3 separate regions of the Mus musculus genome follow, and regions 1 and 2 are each linked to region 3. Evidence: chromatin contacts called from public ChIA-PET data. All regions are on one chromosome and are shown on one strand. Each heading gives the region's core, a stretch centred on a gene start, on an enhancer-like site or on the middle of the called end of the contact. The rest is flanking DNA. Distances are from core to core; before and after follow the strand shown.

Region 1 (2,734 bases), core at 163-2,662, 350 kb before region 3:
GATAAAAGCTTTATACCAATTATTCTAACCTTATTATATCATAACTGTGGCTGGTTCAAGCCACGCTGGTTCATATCTGCCTCCATTCTCCTTTCTCCTCCTCTGAGAGCTCTCCGTCTCTGCTACTATTAGCTCCACCTCCCTTTTCCCTGTCCAATCACAGGCCTCCTCAGCAGTAACGTAATTGGACAGGGAAAATCCTGCAATAAGGGATGGCTTAGGCACTGGGTGTAGCAGACTCGAGAGAGGCCATGTATGTTATAAATGTAGGAACATAAGCTGCTCAACACGGTTGGAGCCCTGGTGATGACACTGTGCCCTGAATGTCAGACATGAGGCTGTAGGATTTGATCTTCTGGAGTTTGGTCTTATGTTGGTTCTTTCTTTCTTGTTATCGTCCTCTCTGGAATGGGAACTCTCTTCTGTGCCTATACCACAGCGTGCATGTGAAGTCAGAGGACAACTTGCTGGAGTCAGTTCTTTTCACGTGGGTTCTGAAAATCAAACTCTGGTTTGGGAGCTTGGCAGCCAAAGCCATTACTCCTGGCGCCATCTTGCAGGCCTGAATTTAGCTTACGGTTTTGAAGGGATATAGTCCACCATGATGAAAGCATGGCTACCTACAGTAGGGTGGGTACCTAGAACCCTTGTAACCGTAGTCGGGAAGCAGAGAGAGGACAGAAAGTGTGGCCAGGCTATAAAAACCTCAAGATTCACTGTAACTCATTTCCTGCAGTGAAGCCCCACCATCTACAATAGACAACCTTCCAAAACAGCACCACCATCTGTATTCATGACTCTGTGGGGAATGTTCAATATTCAAATCACAACAGAGACCAGTACAACCGCACAAAAGTAACCAACGCAATCAGCAAAGCCATCAACGGCAGCAGAAATGTAGGCGAGCTGATCAGAGACCCTGCTGGTGATCAGCACCCTGTGGAAGGGCTTTCCTTCCCCAGCAAGTCCAAGGACACCGCCCCACCTCTCATTTCATGGCATGGGAGATGCCCTGAAAGAACAGAGGTGGCCTGCATCGGCAAAGAGGATTTCACCTTGTCAAGAGCTCATCCCAGGAAACATCTTTGTCCCTCCAGGACTGTGACACCAGATAGTGAACAGTGCAGTCAAGATAAACGCAGCCACAAAACAAGTGTTCCTTCCCTGCACAAGTGCAGAGCCCAGGAAGAACACTTGGCCTCTTAAGGCTGGACAGTTCTTCCTTCTAGAAACAACAGCTGGGGCTGAAAAGGGTCTTTCTGAGTTCTCAAGCAGCACCCAAAGGAACCCATGGGAGAGCAAGACACATGAGAAAAACAAAAACAAAAACAGGCAAACAGACACAGCACCACAAAGGCTCTGAAAATCAGATGTCAGGCAACCGCAGCCCACAAAGCAGGTCACACCTGCACTGCTGAACCTAACAGCATAACTACAAATAGAGAAAAGTTAGGTGTGGTCTGGGTTGTCCTCAGAGAAGAGTCAGCCTTTCACACTACAATGACAAAAACATCCAGCATACTAAGAACCAAGAACACTGAAATTTGGAAAAAAGAGTAATCAACTATAGCACTGAGAAGAAAGAATCAGGTCTTAGAATTATTTAATAGAAACATTTTAAGCAGTCATGATCAAAACTGATTCAGTAATTAATTGCAAACGAAACCTCAACAAGGAAACAGGAATTATAAAAATAACCAAGTGCTAATTACAAAACTGAAAAGCTACTGCAAAAGGGATAACAATCCACTCAAGGAACTTATGTGAAAATGCAAATGGACTAATGAAATTTACTCAGTTTGAGCAATGAGGGAAAAAAATAGCCTGGGAAGATAAACAAAGTCTTTGCAACTAGTTGTGAATAAAACAAAAAAACACAGCGTTGTGAGTCTTAGGAGACAGCTCTGATAGCATAAGATGGGAGTCCCATCTCCAGGACCCACATTTAAAAAGTCAGGAGTGGTAATGAGTGCTTGTAATCCCAGCTCCAAGAGGCAGAAACAGGAGCATATAGACAATCTAGCCTATTGGCAAGTTCCAGACTAGTACAAGAAAAAATGACAGTTGAGGCAGACCTCTGGCCTTCATACACTTACTTGTGCAGACACACACGCTTTGGAATGTGGTGTTGGCACAATGGAGCATACCTACATAATAAAACACAGCACCGCGAAGACAAAATGAGTCACTATGATGTTATATCATTATGGCAACAGATGGATCACTGTGATGGCCAAATGGAGTGCTGTGATATTACAAATCAGCAGATGATTACACTGGAGAACATTATGACATCACAACATTGGCTTTGTGATGACACCATGAAGTATCATTATGACACAATGAAAGATCATGATGTCACCACTGAGCTTGGTGATACCACACTCCTGCATTTCCATGGCACAGTGGAGCACTCTGTTAAAACAATGGAGCATTGTGATGTCACTGTGTCCTACTGTGATAGCAAATGGAGTTGTGTGCAAAATTGTAATGGTGCACGGGAGTATAGCGATGGCACTGGGAGCATTTGTGTACCACAATGGGTCACTGTGGCATCACAATATACTATAGTGATGAAACAATAAGACATTGTAATGAAACGGCACAGCACTACAATGGCAGTTTGCAGCATTTTGAGTCAAGATGGAATGTTGAGATGTCACAATGAAGCCCTTCGATGGTTCATTGTGATTTATGACATATTAGCACAATAACAAGCATTGTGGTGGCTCAC
Region 2 (2,700 bases), core at 172-2,671, 460 kb before region 3:
TGCATCAATGATGAGCATATTCGCGGTGCTAGCTCGCCTCCACCCTTCCTCCCGGGATGCTCACGGTGTTGTATAGCTCCTCCAGCCTCGGGATGGTGAGGAAATGCTGCATGTTCACTCCGTTTTCAATCAGGAGCTTTACAAAGTCCACCCGATCTAGGACAAGAGCATCCAGCATGGCTTGCTCCAGGGCATTCACCTGCAGGAAATCCAGAAGGGAGACCATGAGTGGCCTCCCAGAAGACTCCAGGCATGAGACCTTAGGACATCCCATGGAAAGTTCCGGAATGTTTTGATATTTTGTTTGTTTGCTTTGTGCACGTGCGTGCATGCATGTGTGTGTTGGGGGCATGTTTTGTTAACCTGGTGCTGGAAATTGAGCCCATGGCCTCACATATGACTGTCAAGAGCTGCACTAAGGGCCTGCACGACAGTCTGTGGTTCCCAAGGTTGTTTCCTTTGAATAACCATGCCTTAACCTTCTCCCCTCTGCTTTCAGTTTGGTCCCCTCATGCTCTGTCAAAGTTTGTAAGGGATTCTATCTTTTAAAAATGAGTCAAAGAGCCAGGCGTGGTGGCGCACACCTTTAATCCCAGCACTTGGGAGGCAGAGGCAGGCGAATTTCTGAGTTTGAGGCCAACATGGTCTACAGAGTGAGTTCCAGGACAGCCAGGGCTACACAGAGAAACCCTGTCTCGAAAAACAAAACAAAACAAAACAAAACAAAACAAAACAAAACAAAACGACAACAACAAAAAGAGTCAAAGAGGCCATGGAGTTGGCTCAGAAGTTACAAGCACTTCTTGTGCTTGAGGAGGACCCAGGTTCAATTCTCAGGGCTAACATGTTAGTTCACAACCTCCCTGCTAACTCCCATCCCAGGGGACCCAGTGCCTTTTTTTGACTTCTGTAGGGATTAGGTGTATGTACATGGTGGTGCACATACACATATGCAGGCAAAATACTTACACATGTAAAATAGTAAAAATGAATCTAAACAAATTTCTAATGAATTAAAGATAGCCATCCCAGCGTTTGCCCTGCTAAGTTTCTCTCTGCTGTTTCCTTGACTGGGGAGCATTTTTGGCAGTGGTCAGACCATGTGGGCATGTCATAGTCCACTAGGGTGCCGTTGGGTGAGTGATGACCACACGCTCCTATTTATGGAACCAAGGTACCACTCTGAAAGGAAGTTCTGGTCATTTACTCAGTAGTAGCTCTCTCTGCTTGGCAGACATGCAGACATTTGGGGCAGGAAAATATGGGAAACAAACCACATATTTAGAATTCATGCCACAAAACCCTTTTGAAGTGGTAGTGTAGAAAGGAGTGATAGGTGGTTAGCAGTAGCTAGCCTCCGGCTTGGGAGGCTGGAGCCATCATGCATGTTTTCCAGGTCTCCCTCTGCAGTGGCAAGCATATGCCACAGGGACAACCACTCCTCCTTACGAAACAGCTGTGACCACCGACGGCTACATTGAAGTGAACACACTATTGCCATGAAGTATTGACATTAACCCATCTGTCCCCCATCCCGGCAGGGATGAAGCAAAGGTAACAAGGGAGTCTCTTCCGGAGAACTTGGGGAATGCCAGTCCAGAACTCTGAAGACACACGGGCAAGGACACGAGCACGTGAGCACACACCCAGTTGAGCAGCTCAAGCTTCCGGGGGTCCGTCTCTTCCTCCACTTCCTCTTTCACTTTGCCTTTCTTCTTGCCTTTTCCTTTTCCTCTCCCCTTGGTGGTGGCTGTGGGTGGCTTCTTTTCCTTCTCTGTGGCTTTGGTGTCCACAGGAGGGGCCAGGCTTCCCAGTGGCTGCAATCCACAACAAGCATATTGGGAAAAGGTACCAAGACCACCCCCCACTCATTTTAAGATATGCACAGGGACACCCTGAACTCTATGTGCATGTGTGCATACACACACACACACACACACACACACACACACACACACGAATAGTACAGATGCACGTACACATTGTAAGGTACACATTCCTATTCCTGCAAACAATGCCTCAGTGTGCACGTGGTGAAGTTATGCATCCATGGTTAATGCTATGAACATATACATAAGTATTCACACATGCACACACCCAAGACACATATGCACCAGCACACACAGGCATACACACATGTACACACACAGTCAACTGTGGCCTGGCAGTCTGATGAAGAAGATCTTGATACTGTGAACCACTGTTCCTGATGGGCACAAAGAGTTAGTTGGCCTAATATGTATATTTGAAGCAAATAACATATTGATTGATGGGTATATTTTAAGGAAAGGATGCTGAAACACAAACTAAAAGGTACCAGAGGTGTGCTGATAGTCCTCTAATGATGGGAGAATGTGACTGTGAATGGGTCAGAGGCAAAAGATATAATGCAAGTTGCTATTTCGGGAGAAATGTGAGCTAGAGATTATTATGGCTAAAACAGCTCTGGCAGGTACCTTAGAGCTGTGTAATGTGGTGGTGGATGGAGGCTTCAGGAGCCCATAGAGTATAGTGATAGATGGAGACTTCAGGGACATATGCATGTGGTGATGGATGGAGGCTTCAGGGGCACATGCATGTGATGATGGATGGAGACTTCAGGGACACATGCATGTGGTGATGGATGGAGACTTCAGGGACACATGCATGTGGTGATGAATGGAGACTTCAAGGGCACATGCATGTGGTGATGGATAGAAG
Region 3 (2,782 bases), core at 145-2,644:
CATGTCCCAGATCTCCGTGTAAAGGCAGAGGGCAGCAAGGAAGACAGCATCTCTCCCACACAGATGGATCACCTACTTATTCCAAGCAGGGGCTATGCACCTTGCCCTAAACCCCGTTCTTCATCTTGGACCACCACTCCCTTTATCCAGCTATGACATGCTACTTCAGGAGTTCCCTTCTCTAACTACAAATGGAATGCTAAGCTGAAAAGGATGCTGGAAATGGCTTCCAGTGAGGATGTGGGGTCTTGTGGGATGGCACTAGTGAAGGAATGCCATGGACAATAACCTGGACGACACTACCTGGGGGCAGCCAGTGAGGGCGAGACCATGCAGAGCATGGCTAGGCCAATCTCTGGGATAGGTGGCAAGCCTGAGAAGGCTATGAGAGGAGGTCATGCTGGGTAGGCAGCTGCCATAAGTTCTCCAAAGAGGGACCTTCCTGTGAGGAGAGTCATTGGAAAGACAGCATCTCTCCAGCCTGCATCTGGGTGTGTCAGGAACTAGTACATGCCTGGGCAGGCCTTTTCTGGTCTTTAGAAGAGAAGGGAGAAGCCATTGCTCCTCACTTTATTCTTTTCCTCTGCTCAAGCAGGTTCCAGAAGGATGAGCTGCTGTGGCTAGGTCAGTAGAAGCAAGGCTGGCAGACCTGTGCTGACCACCACCCAGGCAGAAATCCCTCCTTTCACTTGAGTTTGGAGAGAGTTGAGTTTTAGGTTGGCTTGCCGGGGATGGTAAAGAGTGTCAGCTTCAAGGTTGAAACAGGGAAAGGGGCCCCAGTAAGAGAGGGGCCTTGGCTGTGTGCCCTTTAGCAGTGGGGTTGTCTGCTGAGCTTTGTACTTGATATGGAGGTCACCAAGGTCTGGCCATGCATCCTGCTCTTTGTAGGGAAAAGATGTGCTCAGCTGGAAGGTACTGATTATGGATCTAGGGCTGCTGCCATTGCATACCACGTAGGTGCTACAGAGCATCATCCTGGGGCACAGTGGCACCTTCCAGCATGAGAGAGGCAAGATTCTGTCACTGACTGGCTGTCTCTTGTGCCCCAAGAACATGGCGAATCAGAGCCACGTGGGGGCGCCCTACTTGGATGATGTCCAGGCGAAGCGGAAGTGAGCAATCAGAACAGTGGGGCAGGAGCCATTCAGCGGGATGTCTCCTTTCAGTACTTTGAATCCGCTGGATACATAAGTAAACGGATGTCAGGGAGGACCAATTATTTGCAAGCAATTTTCACAAATCCCTTCCCTTGGGAGTTCCCTCCCAAGATTATGAAAACATCAGTCACAAACTTAAAAAGAATCTCTCAGCATCTGCAAGCAGGGGCAACCCCCATCCCACCCCCGGGATGGGTCCGCGTCTCTCCGCCTTCTGCTAGCTCCACCGGAGGCCACCTCCGCCTCAGGGAGGGGAAGGGCGCGCGCTGAGGACTAGCGCTGTTGGTTCCCTAGATTTTCTAAGGATCCACACACAGTTATAATTAATTCCGCTCTGCCGCGGCACATTTTGTTCCGATCTCTGCAGAGATAGTTTTGTGTTTTGACTTGCCTACGGTTTGCTTTGTGAGTGGGTGTGTTTATTCTTCTCCTGCTGTGTAAAATAAGAGGTGGAGGGGGGTGGGGGAGAGGGAGGGCCCCTAATACGCGCCCGCCTCCCACCGGGAGGAAGTGTTTGGACTAGGAATCAGTAGCTGGGTCCGGTTCTGGGGCATGAAGGTGTGGGACCTCCCCAAGGCGTGGAGCCGAGCGCTGCGCTGCGTGGAGACTTTGGGGAGGCACAGCATTGCCCGCACCGCACAGAGCGGCTGCTGCCCGGTCACTGGGTGGGGCTTCGTGCACTCGAGGCTCACCCGGGTCTCGGAGGGGATGCGGATCCACGTCACATTCATGTAGCTGTGTAGAAGGTTCAGCTTGGCTTCTAGGGACAGGATGAGGCTGACAAAAGAACACCCAGTGAGAAGCTCCGGAGGTGGCAGGAGCTCACTCGCCTGCGCGTGCAATCCTCTCCCTGCCCTTTAGTCCCCCAAATCCCAACAGGAGTCCTGTCACCACCACTCTCCCGCAGGGTGTTGGGGTCCGGACTGGACTGCGGGGCAGGTCTTACTTGGCTAACCGGGCATTGTCGTTGTCATCTTTCCCCCATTCCCAGTCCTTTCCCGGGTCCACAGCAAAGTGCAAGGGCAGCAGCTTGTGTTCCGAATCCGTCAGAGGGATCACAGCTGAAACAGAAGAGAGAGGCATGGTGACAGGCACCTCATCTGCCTGCCAGGAGGCTGGAGGCACCAGCAGAGTTCAGAGCTCAGAAATTCAAAAATAGCTGTCCCAGGGCAGGTAACCTAATGGAGACAGAAGGTAGACTCAGAACTTGCATACCACGAATGTTAAGACTATAGGTTTCAAACTTGTTTCTATTATGTAGGCGAAGAGCAAGCAGGTGGAGGCATCACCTGGACTGACAGGGTCTCTTTCTGTTAGAGGGCAGGCATCTCTCTGCTGTCAGGATGAGAAAAAGCTATGGGTGCTTTTGCTATTTCCGAAGAAAAACCCAGATGGGTGTGGTGAACCACGGAAGGCCACTTTTGGATGACCTGCTCCTTGCCTCCATTTCATCTCAGAGAAGGGCAGAATTTGCAAGTTGGGAGAGGTGTGAGCTGAGCTCTGCTGAGGCAAGACTGGAGGTGGGGGCTGCACCCCCCGCCCCCACCAGGGAGCTCATCTGCATAGGACCAGGCAGCAGGCTCCTACAGAAAGCATCTAGTGACAAGTCCAGGAGAGGCAGTGTT

What was found. ChIA-PET counts read pairs in DNA pulled down with a chosen protein or histone mark.
Region 1: an RNA polymerase II ChIA-PET map of memory CD8 T cells shows a contact between it and region 3, with 28 read pairs. The contact joins two enhancer-like sites. A contact is called at or near these places in 1 of 15 datasets of contacts at CTCF or cohesin (large pre-B cells), 1 of 484 Hi-C or Micro-C datasets (bone marrow-derived macrophages) and 5 of 115 datasets of contacts at active chromatin or transcription factors (bone marrow-derived macrophages, double positive thymocytes, embryonic stem cells and 2 more).
Region 2: a contact with region 3 is called in an RNA polymerase II ChIA-PET map of memory CD8 T cells, with 6 times the contacts expected there. The contact joins two enhancer-like sites. A contact is called at or near these places in 1 of 15 datasets of contacts at CTCF or cohesin (large pre-B cells), 5 of 484 Hi-C or Micro-C datasets (CD4 T cells, Th1 cells, bone marrow-derived macrophages and 2 more), 6 of 115 datasets of contacts at active chromatin or transcription factors (embryonic forebrain, embryonic stem cells, memory CD8 T cells and 2 more) and 3 of 9 other capture datasets (adipose tissue, embryonic stem cells and liver).

The regions. Positions count from the first base shown.
Region 1 is chr7:64,100,514-64,103,247 of GRCm38.p6, reverse strand. No RefSeq gene overlaps it. Among named protein-coding and RNA genes, the nearest start is that of Gm45988, 29 kb to the left of the region's middle. Within about 2 kb of position 1,412, at least 25 of the 459 cell types and tissues checked have an H3K27ac peak or open chromatin away from gene starts, as enhancers often do. A contact at or near this core is called in memory CD8 T cells, where this site is marked.
Region 2 is chr7:64,216,607-64,219,306 of GRCm38.p6, reverse strand. Trpm1 (transient receptor potential cation channel, subfamily M, member 1) reads right to left here. Exons shown (of 27, transcript NM_001039104.2): 11 at 1,647-1,817; 12 at 65-199. Among named protein-coding and RNA genes, the nearest start is that of Mir211, 12 kb to the right of the region's middle. Within about 2 kb of position 1,421, at least 11 of the 459 cell types and tissues checked have an H3K27ac peak or open chromatin away from gene starts, as enhancers often do. A contact at or near this core is called in bone marrow-derived macrophages and memory CD8 T cells, where this site is marked.
Region 3 is chr7:63,754,068-63,756,849 of GRCm38.p6, reverse strand. It overlaps Otud7a (OTU domain containing 7A), which reads right to left. Exons shown (of 14, transcript NM_130880.1): 12 at 2,104-2,218; 13 at 1,850-1,934. Among named protein-coding and RNA genes, the nearest start is that of Gm39023, 97 kb to the left of the region's middle. Within about 2 kb of position 1,394, at least 90 of the 459 cell types and tissues checked have an H3K27ac peak or open chromatin away from gene starts, as enhancers often do. A contact at or near this core is called in bone marrow-derived macrophages and memory CD8 T cells, where this site is marked.